Linked DNA regions of Mus musculus: regions 2 and 3 are each linked to region 1. Evidence: chromatin contacts called from public Hi-C and promoter capture Hi-C data. All regions are on one chromosome and are shown on one strand. The core of a region is the stretch at or near the end of the contact, and the rest is flanking DNA. Distances in the headings are between cores, read along the strand shown. Region 1 holds the start of Bicd2 (BICD cargo adaptor 2). Region 2 holds the start of A830005F24Rik (RIKEN cDNA A830005F24 gene). Region 3 has its middle 7.7 kb from the start of Mirlet7a-1.

Region 1 (5,082 bases), core at 1,770-4,269:
AATCTCTCATGACAGAGATGGGGAAGCTGAACTCAGCCCATTCTCCTACAGTATCTGCCCTGCTCTGCCAGCCCAACACACCTATATACCCAAAGCTGCAGTGAAGGACACAGCAAGCTGTTTCATGACCACTCAGAACCATGAACAGGCTGGCAAAAGTCCAGCTAATTCTCTTCCCCACCATTCTGGATAAGGAGAAAAGGCACAGAATGACTTGGGACAGATGTGGCCCTGGCTGAGTCAGACACAAAATATCAGCAAAACAGGCCATGGGACATCCTCTCCACTTGTAGTGTCAGTCAACACCCAGGCCATGGTTGTCAGCAAGACACAGCCATTCACCCAAAAGTAAAGAGAGCGGGGTCAACACTGAGTCCTCTCCTTAGATCTGGTCATAAACCCTTTCACCCAGGTCAGACAGCTTCCTCACCTCAAAGACTTGCATAATTAAATGTGGGCAAGAGTACCAGCAACTCAGCTACAGTGTAACTTAACTTGTTAGTAACTAAATCTACCACATTTAAAGGAACAAACAACTTAAGACAGTTCACCTCTCTAGGGGAGAAAACTTCCCACAGGAGCCTGCTCTGGCATGGGTGTGAAGAACAGACACAATGCTGACAAGAGGCAAATTGGCACAAACTTTTGGCAGCCCTCTCTGAATCTGATGCATTCCTCTGGATTCTACTAGAAACTTCTGGAAGAAACCTTATCCCACCTCACAAAGAGGAGAGGAGCAGTCTGCCCAAGCCTATATATATAGCCAGTGTGTGGATGGCATTAGGCTAAGCAGATACCTAAAGGGCAACCAAGAGACTAGATCACGTGTCCTGAGAGGTTTTCCTCCAGATAACGACAAGGCTATATGTAAACCATTGCTCTTCACTGTGCCATAAAATGATTCCGCCCATAATAATAATCCCATGAGGCTGACCAATAGAAGTCACCAAAGTTGGGACCAGCTAGCCTGTTTTCACTGCACATAGTACTGAAGAAAACCTGTTAATTCAGAAGAGGACAGTGAGCTTCCCAGGAGAGGTTCACAGGCATTCCATAGGAAGTGGGAAGGCAACCCATCTGTATGTGCAAAGGGAGTGGCACTATAATTAACAGTTGCTACCTGCCTGGAGGACCAAGGAGGGGGGAATGGGAGCCCAGAAGACTAGATTTGGGAAGAGGACACACCCACTCCATATTTTCACTCCATATTTTCTGACCTTCATCTATCACATCACTTTACATGCCCCCCCTCCAGGGGGTTGCCTGCCCCTCCCCCTCCAGGGGTCCCACTCCTTTGGTCAACCCTCTGCCAAATGAAGCCAGGCTTGGGAAAGTTACTAATGTCCTCTGTCAGGCAACAGATTTGAGAATCTGTGTGAAGACTCAATTCCTACCCGCCCAAAGAAGCAGGCACTTCTGGGACTCACCCAGCCCTGCTCTACCCAGACTTTAAGGACTCATTCCCCTAAAAGTCAGAGAGGCTCTCAAGAGTTCAGGCATCTATCCAAAGCTGACTGGGAGCAGAAGTATCAAAAGATGAGCCTGTGATTAATACTCAAGAGCAGAACTGAGTCTCACAGGGAAGGGAAACTGTTGAGATAATCCAACAAGCTACCTGTGTGGCCCCATGCCAGGCCTTTCCAAATATAGAATACTAAAAGCAATACTTCTGGATTGGCAAAGCTGTATTCCTACTTTGCAGAGCTGGAAGCTAAGGTTTGAGGAGAGCTTACCCATGGCTCACCCAAGGCTCACCCATCACAAGCAATAAGAAGGGGTTGGTCCAAACTCAAGTGTGTCCTTCTCCCATAAAGCATTTCCCCCAGTCTCCAGAACAAGGCTGGGGAGTCAAGAAGATGGGAGAGTTACTAATACTTAAATCATCCCAGAAAGCTTACCCAGGTCCCTCCTACTGCCCCTCCCCAAGCTCTTGGCCAGCCTGGGAGTCTAACCTCTCTTCCTACAGTGGGATGACACAAAGTACCATGTTTCCAACAGAAGAACACAGACTCCACGGTGACAGGCAGGCCCTAGGAGGCAGAGCAAGACAGGAAGCGGTCGATGGAAGCCATGCATCCCAGTAGTGGGAGCACCATTAATGAGATGGGGAAAAAGCAGCTGGTTGAGCGATGGATATCGGGAAAGCCGGCCTGTCAAGGGCCATAGGCAACCAGGGGCTGCGACTCACTCAGCCCTGTATCCATCCCTTCCCAGCCTCAGGCGGTCACGAAACCTGATGAATAGCACAGAAAGCAGCTGCTCCAAAATGGGGGGGAAGTGATTTGCTTGAAGGTGACAAACTGTGGTCAACCAACCCCAGGTCCAGCTTTTCCCTGGGGTCACTTGCACGGACAGCCTCAGTTGTAAGGGCATCATCTGCTCCCCACCAACCACACAGACACACCCTAGGCAGCAATAACCATAGCAGGACATCAGTCCTCAACGAAAAGGCCAACAAGGCCTGCAAAGAAAACTAGCGGGTGAGTGGGGCTGCAGGGAGTCTGGACCCCAGCAACCGGACACAGGGCCGAACAGGGTCCCTTCACCGTCACTGCCCGGGACCGCAACTCTAGGTCTCCTGCCCCACCCCTGGTACCTCCCACCACTGGGCAGGGTGACCTTAGCGCCCGAGGCAGGGGTCGCAGCCGACCACTCACCTCTTTGAGCTGCTCCATCTCGCTGCGGATGGCCTCATAGTCCACCTCGAGCTCCTCGAACTGCAGCTTGAGCTGGTGCTTCTCCTCCAGCACCGCCAGTCCATACTCGGCCGCCTGGATCTTCTCACGCGTGGTCTCGGCCAGCTCGTGGGACAGCCGCTTCACCTCGGCGCGCAGCCACTCCGGCTGCGCCTCCATCACCAGACGCGCATACTCCTCCTCCTCCGACGGCGCGGACATGGTGGCCGCGCGCCGAGGCCGGCTCCCACCTTGGCTCCCACAAGCCGGGCCCTCTTAGCCGCCGCTGCCGCCGCCCAGCCCCGACGGCCGCCCGCGCCGCCGCACTGCTCCTCCCTGACGCGCGCGGAACACTGGGGGCTGCAGTCCCACTGAGCATGGACTACACAACCCGTAGTCCCTTGCGCCCACCTGGTCCGCGCTTGTGATTGGTCTAAATCTCAAGGGGGCAGGCGCCTAACGTGACGCAAAGCTACGTCTCCCTTAGCATTGTGGGAGATGTAGTCCTATTTTACGCTCACTGCTTTGCCCGTTGTGCTCTGTACCCGCCTGGCTCCAATCGTTGATTGGCGGGCGCGTCTGACGTGACAAAAGTAGGGGTGCCACCGACCCCAGCCCAGGGACCCGGCAGCCACCCGGAGAACCTCAAGCCTTCCGCTCCCAGCCTTTGTGGAGTAAGGTGATCCGAGCTGTGGATATCACGAGTAAGATTCGCGTCCTGAAACGTCAGAGCATGGCTGGTGAGACTGTGTGGCGCGCGCTTTATGCGGAATTTGAATGACTTGTGGCGGGCCGCGGGCACTGCCAAAAGGATGCCAACAGCCTGACGCTAGGGGCTCAGGGGAGCCCAGGCCCGGATACTACTTCCTCTTGTCCATTGTCCGTTAGGATTTTCTTTCATGGAAATGAAGGCACCTCCGTGAGCATAATGTCAAAGGTGTATTTAAATGTTGTCCGTCCCCCGTTTTCGGCGAGACGTAGCTGTACTCTTCACTATAATTCTAAATAAAACTTCCCTCCTTGCATGGTGATTTGGATATAACAAGCGTGTTGTTCCCTTTCTCACTGCACACACCCCCGCAACACCACACCCTACAGCTGCGGACCACCATCAAACATAGAGGTCAGCTGGAGAGATGGCTAAGAGGATAAAGCTCTTGCTCAGTAAGAGCAAGGACCTATATTTGCGCCCCTAGAGCCCACCTAAAGCACAGTCTATCATCCCAATGTCCCTGAGGAAAGATGGGAGGTGGAAATTGGAGAATCCCCTGAAGCTAGGCTGGAGTATGAAAGACAGGGGCGGGAGAGAGGGGGAGACAAGAAAAGCAGAGATAACCAATCTCAAACAAGATGGAAGACAAAGACTGACAACTGGATCTTGTCCTCTGATTCCCAGTGCATGTGGGGCCTGTGTGCCCACACAGGAACATGAACCCACTTCACACACACACACACACACACAGGAACATGAACCCACTTCACACACACACACACACACACACACACACGCGCGCGCGCGAAAAGAAAATCTAGGATCAACACAAGAATTGCATAGTAAATCAACTTGGTGTGGTGGAACACACCTTTAATCTCAGCACTTGGGAGGTAGAGGTAGAAGAATTTCACGGCCAGCCTAATCTACATGTCAAGTTCCAGGCCAGCCACGACTAAATAGAGAGACCCTGTCTCAAAAGAGAGAGAGAGAGAGCGCTGTATAAGTAAATGTGTTATTCCTCCTTCTCTTTGGCCAACCAGCCTAATTTTGTACAACAGTCCTGGCTCTACACTGAGGCCCATATATCAGGCCTACGCAAGCTGTTCACACTAAGTGAAGGTGGATTTAGAAGGAACAAACTTTCCTCCAACAAGTCCCCAAGCTCTACAGAACCTACACTTATCCAGGCTGCCTGGGAACCTCTCCATACCCACCTGAACCTGACTGTGAGGCAGGTGTGAGTAGGGAGGGGGAGAGCCATGAGTTTCTGGTGAGAACCTGACCAGGGAACTTTGAACTTGAAGATAAAGGTGATTTGAGATACAAATGATAGCTCACTACTATTGTGGGCTTCCTTCAGCAGGGACAGTGCTGACCAGCAAGGTTAGGGCCTGGAAGAAGGTTTCTAGGATCTCCTTGTCACTGGTTGGAGTGGGGCAATCAGGAAATACTTCTCTGAGGAGGTGACAGCAGAGAGAGAGAGAGAGAGAGAGAGAGAGAGAGAGAGAGAGAGAGAGAGACCCAGAGGACTCCACATTCAAGGATGATGTATGTAGATCTTCCCCCAACTTTCAGATGAGAGACCACCTCTTTAGTACTCCCTGGGTCACAAGCCTGGCTCACTCAGTGCTCTCAATATTTCAGTTCACACCATTGTTTTATGAATGAGGAAACTGAGGCCTGTTACCAAAT
Region 2 (5,082 bases), core at 1,622-4,121, 830 kb after region 1:
GACACAAAACTAGCCAGTACACTCAGTATCCACCTGCATCTCTATTAAAATATACCGGGATGCATGATGATGTATCCCATCCTACTCTGGTACCACATCCTGACTGCATCTCCCCCCTTGCTTATAATGACCTTCTCTTTAACAGTGAAAAAGATCTCGTCTCTACCATGTGTCATACTGTCAGAACAAGGTCCAAGAATGGAGTAGTGTGAGAATTCTGAATGTTTGTGAGAAAACTAAAAACAAAACAAACCCCGAGAGTCTTGTGACCCATTTCTTCAAAACATGAAACTACACCCAAGAACACATTTCCTGTTTTGAATGCAGTTTCTTGTTCCTCCCAGGTGGAGCAAATAGCAGAGCGCTTTCTTCAGGTGACTCATCATTACTTGTTATTGCTTGCTGGTGTTAGTCAATTAAATGTTTCACTTCTGTGAAAAAACACGTTTGTCCTACACCTGGCTTCTCCTTGTGGTTGTTAACAGCTTGAACTCATGAGGACTTTGAGTTTTCTTAACTCTCAGTATAAACTGGCTGATGCTCTGAATGAAGTTGGCTATTGCATAAGACTTTCTAGTCGGCTTCATTTATTGACTCCGTTCTCCCAGGTCTCACCTCCTCTAGAGCAGTAGACATCATGTCTTCATTTTTTTTTTCCTGACCCAGTGTGCATACTCTTGTGAGAAAAAAAAAATGAACTGAAGGGCATTATAGCAATTTTGAGACAGAAAGTTCTTAGTGTCTTAAGAGATGGATTTTAAAAAAACCTTACAAACCTAGCTTATCTTAGGTGATGGCTTTTGGAAGTGTTTCGGATTTATGAGCAGAGTTGGCTCCTCAGCTGGGTCCCAGCTGCTGAGGTCTGTTCTGGGTCCAGTCCCTTTATCTCTCTCTATCTTTTTACACTCGAGCATGCGGGTGTGTGTGTGTGTGTGTGTGTGTGTGTGTGTGTGGTGTGGGTACGTATGTGTTTGCACATGTGCATGTGTGTGGAGGTCAGAGGCTGACGTCAGGTGTCTTTTTCTGCCACTCTAGTCATACAAATTGCATGGTGGCACACGCCTTTAATCACAGGACTTGGTAGGTAGGGGCAGATGAACCTTTGTGAGTTTGAGGCCAGCAGGGGCTACAAAGTGAGTTTCTGGACAGTTTCTGGAGAGACCCTATCTCAAAATGCAAAACAACAACAACAAAATTGAAGCAAGGTGTTGAGCATCCGAACCCGAATCTTCATGCTTGAGCACCATGGCATGCACATTATCCACTGAGACCATCTCCACATGATATTTCTTTTTACTTAATGTATTTTTATTTAATGCATTTTTATTTATTTTTATAAGTATTAATGTGTTTTGCCTGCAGGTAAGTGCACTGTGTGCATGCAGTTGTCTGTAGAGACCAGAAGAGGGCATCTGATCCTTGGAAGTGGAATTCTAAGCAGTTGTGAGCCATCTTATAGATGCTGGGAACTGAACCTGGGTCCTCTGCAAGATTCCCAAGTGCTCTTAACACTCGGTAGCCACCTCTCCAGCGCCTCTCCTTATTTCCTAGTATTATTCTTACTGATTTTATTTTTTCTTTATCTGAACAATATAGACCCATTTTACTGGCATGACATCTTTTAATTGAAAACTTGACATTCCATGTTTTTTGCCTTATCAAGTGTGGCGTGTATCCTAAGTATGCTCAAACTTAAAAAAAAATAAAATGAAGTTACTTGTAAACAATTTGATCTTTTCTAGGCTTAGTTTTGCATTTTCCTAGGTGAAACAAGAAAGGCTCGGGGGCCCCATCTTGTCTTCCTATCAAGATGAAACCATTTCCAGGTATTATGTACAACTCTGAAGGCTTTATGGCCTCATAGGAAGAGGTGTTGTTCCTCACCCCCTTTATTCCCACTGACATTTTTCCCGGGACTTTTCCCTGGGATGGCACAGCTGTGTGTCGCGTGCTGTCAGTGTTCGGTGAACGCCCGAGGAAGGAGCCACTGAACCTCTGTGGATTTCTCTGGTCCTTCGTACTGTCCTTTGAACTGAAGCTGCCTTGGTTTCCCCAGGGCCCCGGCTTCGTCTCAGGTTGACCTCCAGGTCTTGCTCGGGTCTCCCTTCTCTGTTCTGTGCCAGAACGGTTTCTCACCAGGGGAGTTCGCTGCTCACTTCGTTTATTGTCCACATCACTGATATTCCTCCATTGTTTCTGTGTGCAGTGCTTCCCCATCGGTTTCTTAGTCCATGTTGTCCTTTTAAAGCTTGTTTTATGTGGAAGACTGAATCTGGTCCCTGTTGACTTCTGCTGTTTGCCACCTCACTTTAAGAAGCAAATGGGAAATAATTTGAAAATACTGCTCACGTCAAATACTAGAAATACAATTGAAAATTCAAATTCAATTAAATTGAGTTCCGCTCAAATTCCTAGTCTTTTCGCAAAGATTTTTGTCTTTCTGTTACAACCAAGAAGTGTTTTTTTGTATGAGCAAAATAGTTTAAAACATTACACTATGAATATCTTCAAACTTAGTTTGCCCTTGTCTTTTTGTAATCATTTTTTAAAAAAAGTATTATTTTCAAGAAACAACACCCACAGTATCCACACATGCTGCAGTTTAAAACACACGACTCACAGGCACGTAAAAAAGAAAAAAAACAAAACAAACAAACAAACAAAAAACCAACCAAGATTGAATTGGCAGGAGGAAGGCATCTAGATAGCACATCTTTTTTAAAAGAATTGATTAATGAGCTTCCTTAGAAGTACGCAAAGATTACTTCGGTTTGGCTTTTCTGCTTTTTTTCTGTTTCTCTAAGATCTTACCCTGTTGTCTTGCAGTCAATGAAAGAGTCCGGCAGTGCTAGGGAGCCCCTCCTATAGTCTGAAGCTTCGGGTTGCAGCCAAGTCAGCATGGGGTGTCCTGCAGTACGCGGCATTCTGGGTATTGTAGTTCCCCCATCTCTAGCGCTGCGTGGGTAGTGAAGTGCGCGCGCGTCACCCCGGTCGGTGTACTTCCGCATCCTGCAGTCGTCACCTGTGCCTGTGGACGATTCTACTGCGGTTCTGGTGAGCGAAAGTGCAGACGTCCTCGGCTCTTGCAGATCCCTCCAGGCGGGGAAGAGTCCGGAGAGCTGGCGTGGGCCACCCACAAGGTTCAGGTGTCTGCCGCTGCTCCATCCTCGATGCGTGGAGTCTTTGGGAGTGGAATCAGCTTCTCTGCCCATCCCGGAGGAGGGTCTCGGTGAAGACCCTGGGATGGGGAGGGGGCCATGTGAGAACGGGGTTAGGGGTCCACTATCTTGTCCTAAACAAGCTACAGGTCAGTCTGGCCTGCTTCCCAGGCTATGACGCTGTAGGTGTGTCCCCTGTGTTAGTGCCAGGTCAGGGAGATTGGACCTGGGGCATCTAGATGTCACCTTTCCACCCCCGCTCTCTGTTGAGGTTTGTGAGGGATCAGAGCCATCCTCCACAGGAACAAATGTCTGAATTGGTGAGGACAGAAGTCTTGGGGAGCTGCACTCATCATGAATTTGGAAATACAGCTTGGTCGCTTGCCTTGCGGGGAAAACATACAGAATTGCCTGGCTGAATGCAACGGCAAAGACCAAGAGACTAGAGCTAGTCTTGAAGTTTGGAGTCTTGGTGTGTGACAAGGCTTGTGTGTGTGGTGTGTATGTGTGTGCGCGTGCGTGCCTGTGTGTATATGTGTGTAGGGGGGAGTGGGGGTGGCCTTTTTACACATTGTGGGCTAATGACCTTGTGTGGCTCCCTTGAGCTCTGGGATCTTCCAAGAGCCTGGAGTGATGTAATGGGAAGAGACATTTCCCCCATGACCCAGGGCTTGTTGGCTCCCTGAATTTCTGGCGGTGTAGCCTGGTTTCTCCTTTTCTCTTTAGTTCTCTGATCTATATATACAACTCATTTTGATTATATTCACCACTGAAAATTCTGTCCCCAGTCCACCTATCTTTGTGACCTATCTTTCTTTTTTGTTTCAAAACCCTTTAAGACTAACTTATGCTGAATTCAATATTCTTGAATATTTCATTGGATTGTTATTGGCTTACCTCGGGCTATATACTCTTAGAGAAACCCTTCTCCTCCTCTCCCAGCAGCTAGTAATTGCCGTAGCTTGGTACTAGGTATTTGGTGCCGAACTCTTGTCTCTGTGCTGAGATTTGTTCTGGTTTGGGCTTGCACGGGTCTTGTGCATGGTGTTGTAACTGCAGTGAGCTTGTATGTACAGTTGCCCTATTGTCTGTACTGGCTGGTTTTGTGTGTCAACTTGACACAGGCTGGAGTTATCACAGAGAAAGACGCTTCAGTTGGGAAGTGCCTTCATGAGATCCAGCTGTGGGGCATTTTTTTGGTTGATGATCAAGGGGGGAGGGCCTATTGTGGGTGGTGCCATCTCTGGGCTGGTAGTCTTGGGTTCTAGAAGAGAGCAAGTTGAGCAAGCCAGGGGAAGCAAGCCAGTAAGAAACATCCCTCCATGGCCTCTGCATCAGCTCCTGCTTCCTGATCTGCTTGAGTTCCAGTCCTGACTTCCTTTGGTGATGAACAGCAATGTGGAAAGTGTAAGCTGAATAAACCCTTTCCTCTCCAACTTGCTTATTGGTCATATTTGTGCAGGAATACAAACCCTGACTAAGACACATTGGTACCAGGAATGGGGTATTCTTGTGACAACCTGATGATGTTTTGGGGAGGACTGTGGAAGGACTTTGGAACTTTGGGCTAGAAGATCCATTCGGTATTAAGAGCTCTGTGGGATGTTGTATAGGAGCTTGGAAGATAATGTTGAGAACAGTGCACAAGATGGAGGCCTGGCTTGTGAAATTTCAGAGGGAAGACTAAAGACTCTTATCAGTGCCGCTGCTATTTTTATTGTGAAGATTCTGTGGTTTTGGTTAGCTGGGGCTGAAGAATCTGCTGTAAATAACAAGATACCAGAACTACTAAAGTGAAAACTTTGCATTACTGGGACTATTGATGCTGGTGAGCTGGAGCTAAGAAATTGAGATGGCTCAGGGGGTAAGAGCACTGACTGCTCTTCTGAGTTCAAATCCCAGCAACCACATGGTGGCTTACAAC
Region 3 (5,082 bases), core at 1,331-3,830, 800 kb after region 1:
TTATCTGCTGAGCCATCTAGCTGGGCCGTGGCCCACAATTTTCCATATGGAAGCTGCAGACCTAGGCAAGCTGCTGCTGGTGAAATCTCAGGGCCTAGGAGTCAGAAAGCAGAGAATTCAGCCACCCTGTGTCCCTGTACCGTTTTGGTTCATTCAAGCCCTGGATGGGCTGGATGATATCCACTCACATTAGGCAAAGCCATTAGTTTTTCCTTAGTTTACCACTTTAAATGTTAATCTCTTCTAGAAACATCCTCACAGACATCCAGCAATATTATTTAATAAGATATCTTGGGGCATGGTGGCTCAAACTGACACACTAAAATGGCCCATCACACCCCGGAATAAGGACGGAGAGTCTGATCGATGAACAGCAGGGAGATCAAGAAGTGAATATATCATCTTGAAGTCATGCAATGAACAATGAACGAAAGGACAAAAGAGAAGACACAGGTCAAAGGAGATCTTAACAAGGGGAGGACTGAGGCAAAGAGGCCAGAGGACATTTCGAGAAGTATGTATGCTTTACTTTGGCAGTTTTGGTTACAATTACTTGTTTGTCTGGACTGAGAAAATTTGGAGGGAGTCATGCTAGAGGTGGAACGGAACTGAGGTAGCAAAGCCTCCAGGACACAGGGTGGGCCTCTCCAAGGACCTCGGCTGAAGGAATTTGCTCTTTCAGGGCCCAGGGGGTGGCTTCTCTGTGGGCTACTCCTACTTTATAGGTCCCAATTCCCATAGTCTAGAATGTCTCTTTCTCTTAGGACGGAAACCAGAAGCTTCAGCCATCCGTCGCCAGTCAGGTGGCTATATTGAGGCATTTTGATTCTGTAAGTCACCTTCAAATTAGGTTTCTGTTTACTGAAAAAAAAAAAAAAGTAGAAAGAAAAAAAGGAAGAAAACGAAACAGCAAAATCCACACCGCTATGCCTACGAAGGAAAACCTACTGTGAGGAGTCCAGCTTTGTATGAAGAGTTGATGACATCGTGTGGTTTATAATCCTCTTTCTCACAGTATATCCTGAAGGTTGAAGCTCTTCCTCCCCATATCCTACCTATCCCACAAGGTTCACCACCCTCCTCTTCTTTTTGTTCACTTGTTCACTTTAGTCCCAAACTCTCCCATCTTCTAAACTCTCTTGTCATTTGCTTTGGACAGAGAATGTTAGGATGGCTTATAGTTGGAGTTTATAATATAAGCACTTTGCTGACGTGTACAGTGCCTTTTTCCCCTGGATGGATTGCAGATGAATGTTCATAGGGTTTTGTTGATGCTTGACTCTCTTGACTCTCTTTTTTAAACCGTGCAAACCTACTATCATTAAATAGTACCCCAACCCACCCACCAAAGAGCAGAGAGGTCTCCTAGTGCATGGAAAGTTCCAGTAAGAATGAAGAAATGCTTTTGCATTGATTTAAAAAAAAAGAATTCGTAAAGATTGCTTTGAAAAAGTTTTAGCACAAAAATTTCAATACATGGGAAAGAAAAAAAAAATAAAAGAGATAAAAGATACACCATAGGAGACCTAACTCCTTATGTGACAGATGGGTGAAGTGAGGTATGGAGTGGCCTTGGCGTCGAGCCCCGGAGCCCCCGAGAGGGAAGACTGAGTGAATCCAACATCTTGGGTACACGTGAAAACCGCCCCGAAAACTCTAGCACCTCCCGCCTCGCAGCCGGCAGAGCGGACGGAGGCCACGTGACACGACTTGTCCATCACCGCGGAGGGCGGGACTCAGAGGACGGTCCTCGCTATTCTCCCGGTCCTCCAGTAGGGAAAGAGGAGCCTGTCACGGTGGGCGGGCCAGACCCGCCTTCTCCGCGGCGGGGGCGGGCTCAGCCGTCACCCTCCAGTGGGGGTCCGGGTGAGCCCCGACCGGCTAAGGCGAGAGGGCGAGGCACACGTCCGTCAACAGCGTCCGCCAATAGGAATGCGCGCTGCCCGCAGCTCCCGCCCCCGCCTCGGATTCCCGGCGCGCGCGTAGCCTTCCCTCAGGCCGCCGAGGCGGCGCCCGCCCGCCCGCGCTTCCATCCGGGTTCTCGCGCGCTGCTCTCTCCCGGGCGCGGCGGTGGAGGGCCACGGTGGGGGGAAAGCCAGACCATTTCCCGTGGCGGCAGCGGGACGCCTTTATCCGCGAGCTTGAGGTGGGTACTGCGGGCGTGAAGGCGAGCGCGGGGACGTCGCCATTTTTCCCTCCTCCAGACTCAGCGGCGGCGGCAGCGGGCGACCAGGAGGGAAGACTTGGGGGCTGCCGCGCCGCACCCTGGGACCCGTGGGATGGCCTGGGCGCCTCGGGCAGGCGGGTGGCCCCGGGGCCGGTGGCCCACGGATGCCGTGGGCCTTGGGGCTCGGGCGGGGGAGGGGTGCCGCGTGGCCGCTGGCCTGCCCCAGCCCCCTCCGCTTCCCGCCCAGCTCCTCGGCGACCGGGCGGGGGAGGGGGGTCATTCTTCACATTCCTCACCTCGCCCCTCCCCCGCCGCTTCAATCAAACTTGCGGCGGACGGAAGTCCCGCCCTCTGGCTCGCGCCGGTTGGTCGGGGCTACCTCCCCGCTGTGGCGTGACTGGCTGCGGACGTAGCCGGGCCTCTATGACGTCACTTCCGCCGTCAGGTTTGTGGGCCGGGGAGACCTTGGCTTTGGTTGGGGGGGGTGGGATGGAGGAAGGTAGGAAGTGCGGGGGGCGGGGAGGGACGGGGCGGGGCGGGAAGGCGCTGGCAGGGAGGGAACGGAGAGCCAACGCTGGCTGCTTGCCCCTGCTCCGCTCGGCCAACTGCGGCCTGAGGGCCTGGAGCAGCTGCTGGGGCTGGAGGATCGCTGCGGCTGCCCGTCCTTGGCCAGGGGGAGGGGAGCGCGAGAGCGGGAGGAAACTGTATCCCAGGGGATGGGGTAGGAGATTTGCAGCTCGGTGGCACCGGAAACGAGACTGGCCTTTTGACTGGGGAGGCTGCAAACTCTTGGAAGCGGGTGGCCTCTCGGAGGCCGGCTAAGAAAACTTATCTCTCGGCGCGCTCTTTAGCGGAGGCAGGGTGGTAACCTTTATGCCCTTGGCCAGGACTGCCCTTCGGTGATCCCGCTTGTTAGTGCAGGGTCTGTGTCAGAAGTGATCGTCTGTGTTGTAGTTTTCAACTTTTTGTGTTAAAAGGATAATTATGAAAGGACAAGGGGGGGCGGAGAAAAACTTTAGAAACTTAGTTAAAATGGAAGACGATGACAGATTGCTTTTTTAACTGTTGAAAAATATTGGCAACCTGTTTTTGAAGTTTAAAACATTAGTGTTCTTGTTTTTGATTGCCTGATAATCTTGTGAAGAAAATTGAACAAGTAAACAATCTTTTTATAAGAAAAGTTAGTTTAGCCGGGCACGCCTTTAATCCCAGCACTTGGGAGGCAGAGGCAGGCGGATATCTGAGTTCTAGGCTAGCCTGGTCTACAAAGTGAGTATCAGGACAGCCAGGGCTACACAGAGAAACCCTGTCTCGAAAAAAGCCAAAAAAAGAAAAGTTAGTTTAATACAGATTTTTCAGCATTCTGGCCTTTCATTAGGTTCTGTCAGTTGAAGCAGTAATATTTGGGAAATTTGAAATTGTTAGTGTAACAAAAATACTAGTTGGAAATGTAAGAACTTTAATTAGAGAATAGAAATCTTCCAAATTAAGTCGGGTCTAAAAAGTGTTATCAAAATTGTGTAGATGGGGCGTGCATTTTACCCTATGGGTAATTTTATTGTAGAAATTGATAGTTTTGTAGACTTGAAGCAAGCTGTGCCCTCCCCCACTATAAATTGAAGTTGTGCTGATTTGAGACTTAGTAATTTTTCAAGCTGGAAAGGTAGAGGAATGCAAAACATGTGGCTATAAAGAAGGTGTTGGCACACAAGTTTAATCCCAGCACTCAGGAGGCAGAGGCAGGTGGATCTCAAGAGTTTTGAGGGCAGCCTGATCTACAGAGCAAGTTCCAGGACAGCCAGGACTGCACAGATAAAACCTGTTTCAAAAACAAACAAACAACAAAAAAAAGTACTTCAGTTCACAGAGTGAAGTATTAAAACAAATGGTCCTGCTGGAGTTGTTGCTCAGTGATAGAAAGCTTGTCAGACATGCCTGAATTGGTGGGTTGAGTTTCCAGTACTAATAAAATAAATGCTCATAATAATTTAATGTTAGTAAGTCTCATTTAGATTTCTTGAGGGTCCTGGGAAATGTCCCTAGTAAACCTCCTCCAGAACTAAGGAAACTAATTGGTTTAGAGAATAGCATCCTAAATATCAAGTTCCTTTTATTTCAGTAACTAATGTTACAGAACCAGTGTGAGTTGGTGACAATTGTGCAGATAGATAAGTGGTTGAAGGCACTTAGCATCATACCTGACAGTGACCCAAGTTTGAATCCTTGGGACTCACCCACATGGTGGGAGGAGAGAACTGACTCCAAGTTATCCTTCGATGTCCACATTTGTGCAGACATAATACAAAATAATTAAAAAAAAGAAGCCTTTTTAAAAATACTACAAAGCCAGAGCTGGAGGTGTAGCTCACTCAGTTGATAAAGAGTACTTGCCAGCCATGCCTCAAGCCCTGGGTTCCATCTCCAGTTCCTGCCTGCAATCCCTGCACTGTTAGAGGTTATCCTCAGCTATGTAGAAGGTTCCAGGCCATCCTGAGCTGTATAAGACCCTGTTTCAAATAAAGGAGGCTAGATGGAAGCACCACCAATGAATGTTCCAAATAATGTATCCTGAATCACTTAGTATGTGGTGATCAGAAACTTTTAGGAAGATTTAAAATACGAAATAATGTGCTACATCAGCTATATCTGTTAGTTTTCCTGCAAAGTACCATTTTGTGAGTGGCAGAAATGGTTAATGTCCTCCTGAAGAGCACATTTCCTCTCTTACACTGATCTCCAAGGAATAATAGAAACAGCTCTATAGTCATATTTGGTGAAATGTGTAAAACACTGCTCCCCTCTCCCATTTAAGTGTGTATAAGTTGGGAAGTATATTTTGGCACTCAAGGCTAGCAGTATTTCAAAACTTTGAATGTCTTTAGAAACTTATACTATAAAGACTATTTTTACTAATT

Evidence for each region. Promoter capture Hi-C pulls out the DNA fragments that hold promoters and counts their contacts. A called contact is a pair of places that touch in the nucleus more often than the background predicts.
Region 2: a promoter capture Hi-C map of second pharyngeal arch cranial neural crest shows a contact between it and region 1. The contact joins the promoter of A830005F24Rik here to the promoter of Bicd2 in region 1. A contact is called at or near these places in 5 of 39 promoter capture datasets (cranial neural crest, frontonasal cranial neural crest, liver and 2 more), 1 of 484 Hi-C or Micro-C datasets (embryonic stem cells) and 1 of 115 datasets of contacts at active chromatin or transcription factors (embryonic stem cells).
Region 3: a Hi-C map of erythroblasts shows a contact between it and region 1, with 5 times the contacts expected there. The contact joins the enhancer-like site here to the promoter of Bicd2 in region 1. A contact is called at or near these places in 6 of 39 promoter capture datasets (the HPC-7 cell line, cranial neural crest, embryonic stem cells and 3 more) and 2 of 484 Hi-C or Micro-C datasets (adipose-derived mesenchymal stem cells and erythroblasts).

Annotation. Positions count from the first base shown.
Region 1 is chr13:49,339,486-49,344,567 of GRCm38.p6, reverse strand. Bicd2 (BICD cargo adaptor 2) reads right to left here and starts at 3,019. Exons shown (of 7, transcript NM_001039179.2): 1 at 2,658-3,019. The coding sequence starts at 2,897.
Region 2 is chr13:48,511,359-48,516,440 of GRCm38.p6, reverse strand. A830005F24Rik (RIKEN cDNA A830005F24 gene) reads right to left here and starts at 2,871. Exons shown (of 2, transcript NR_165458.1): 1 at 2,812-2,871; 2 at 1,602-2,307. It overlaps Zfp169 (zinc finger protein 169), which reads left to right and starts at 3,005. Exons shown (of 5, transcript NM_026450.3): 1 at 3,005-3,146.
Region 3 is chr13:48,543,414-48,548,495 of GRCm38.p6, reverse strand. No RefSeq gene overlaps it. Among named protein-coding and RNA genes, the nearest start is that of Mirlet7a-1, 7.7 kb to the right of the region's middle. Within about 2 kb of position 2,580, at least 414 of the 459 cell types and tissues checked have an H3K27ac peak or open chromatin away from gene starts, as enhancers often do. A contact at or near this core is called in the HPC-7 cell line, adipose-derived mesenchymal stem cells, embryonic stem cells and 4 more, where this site is marked.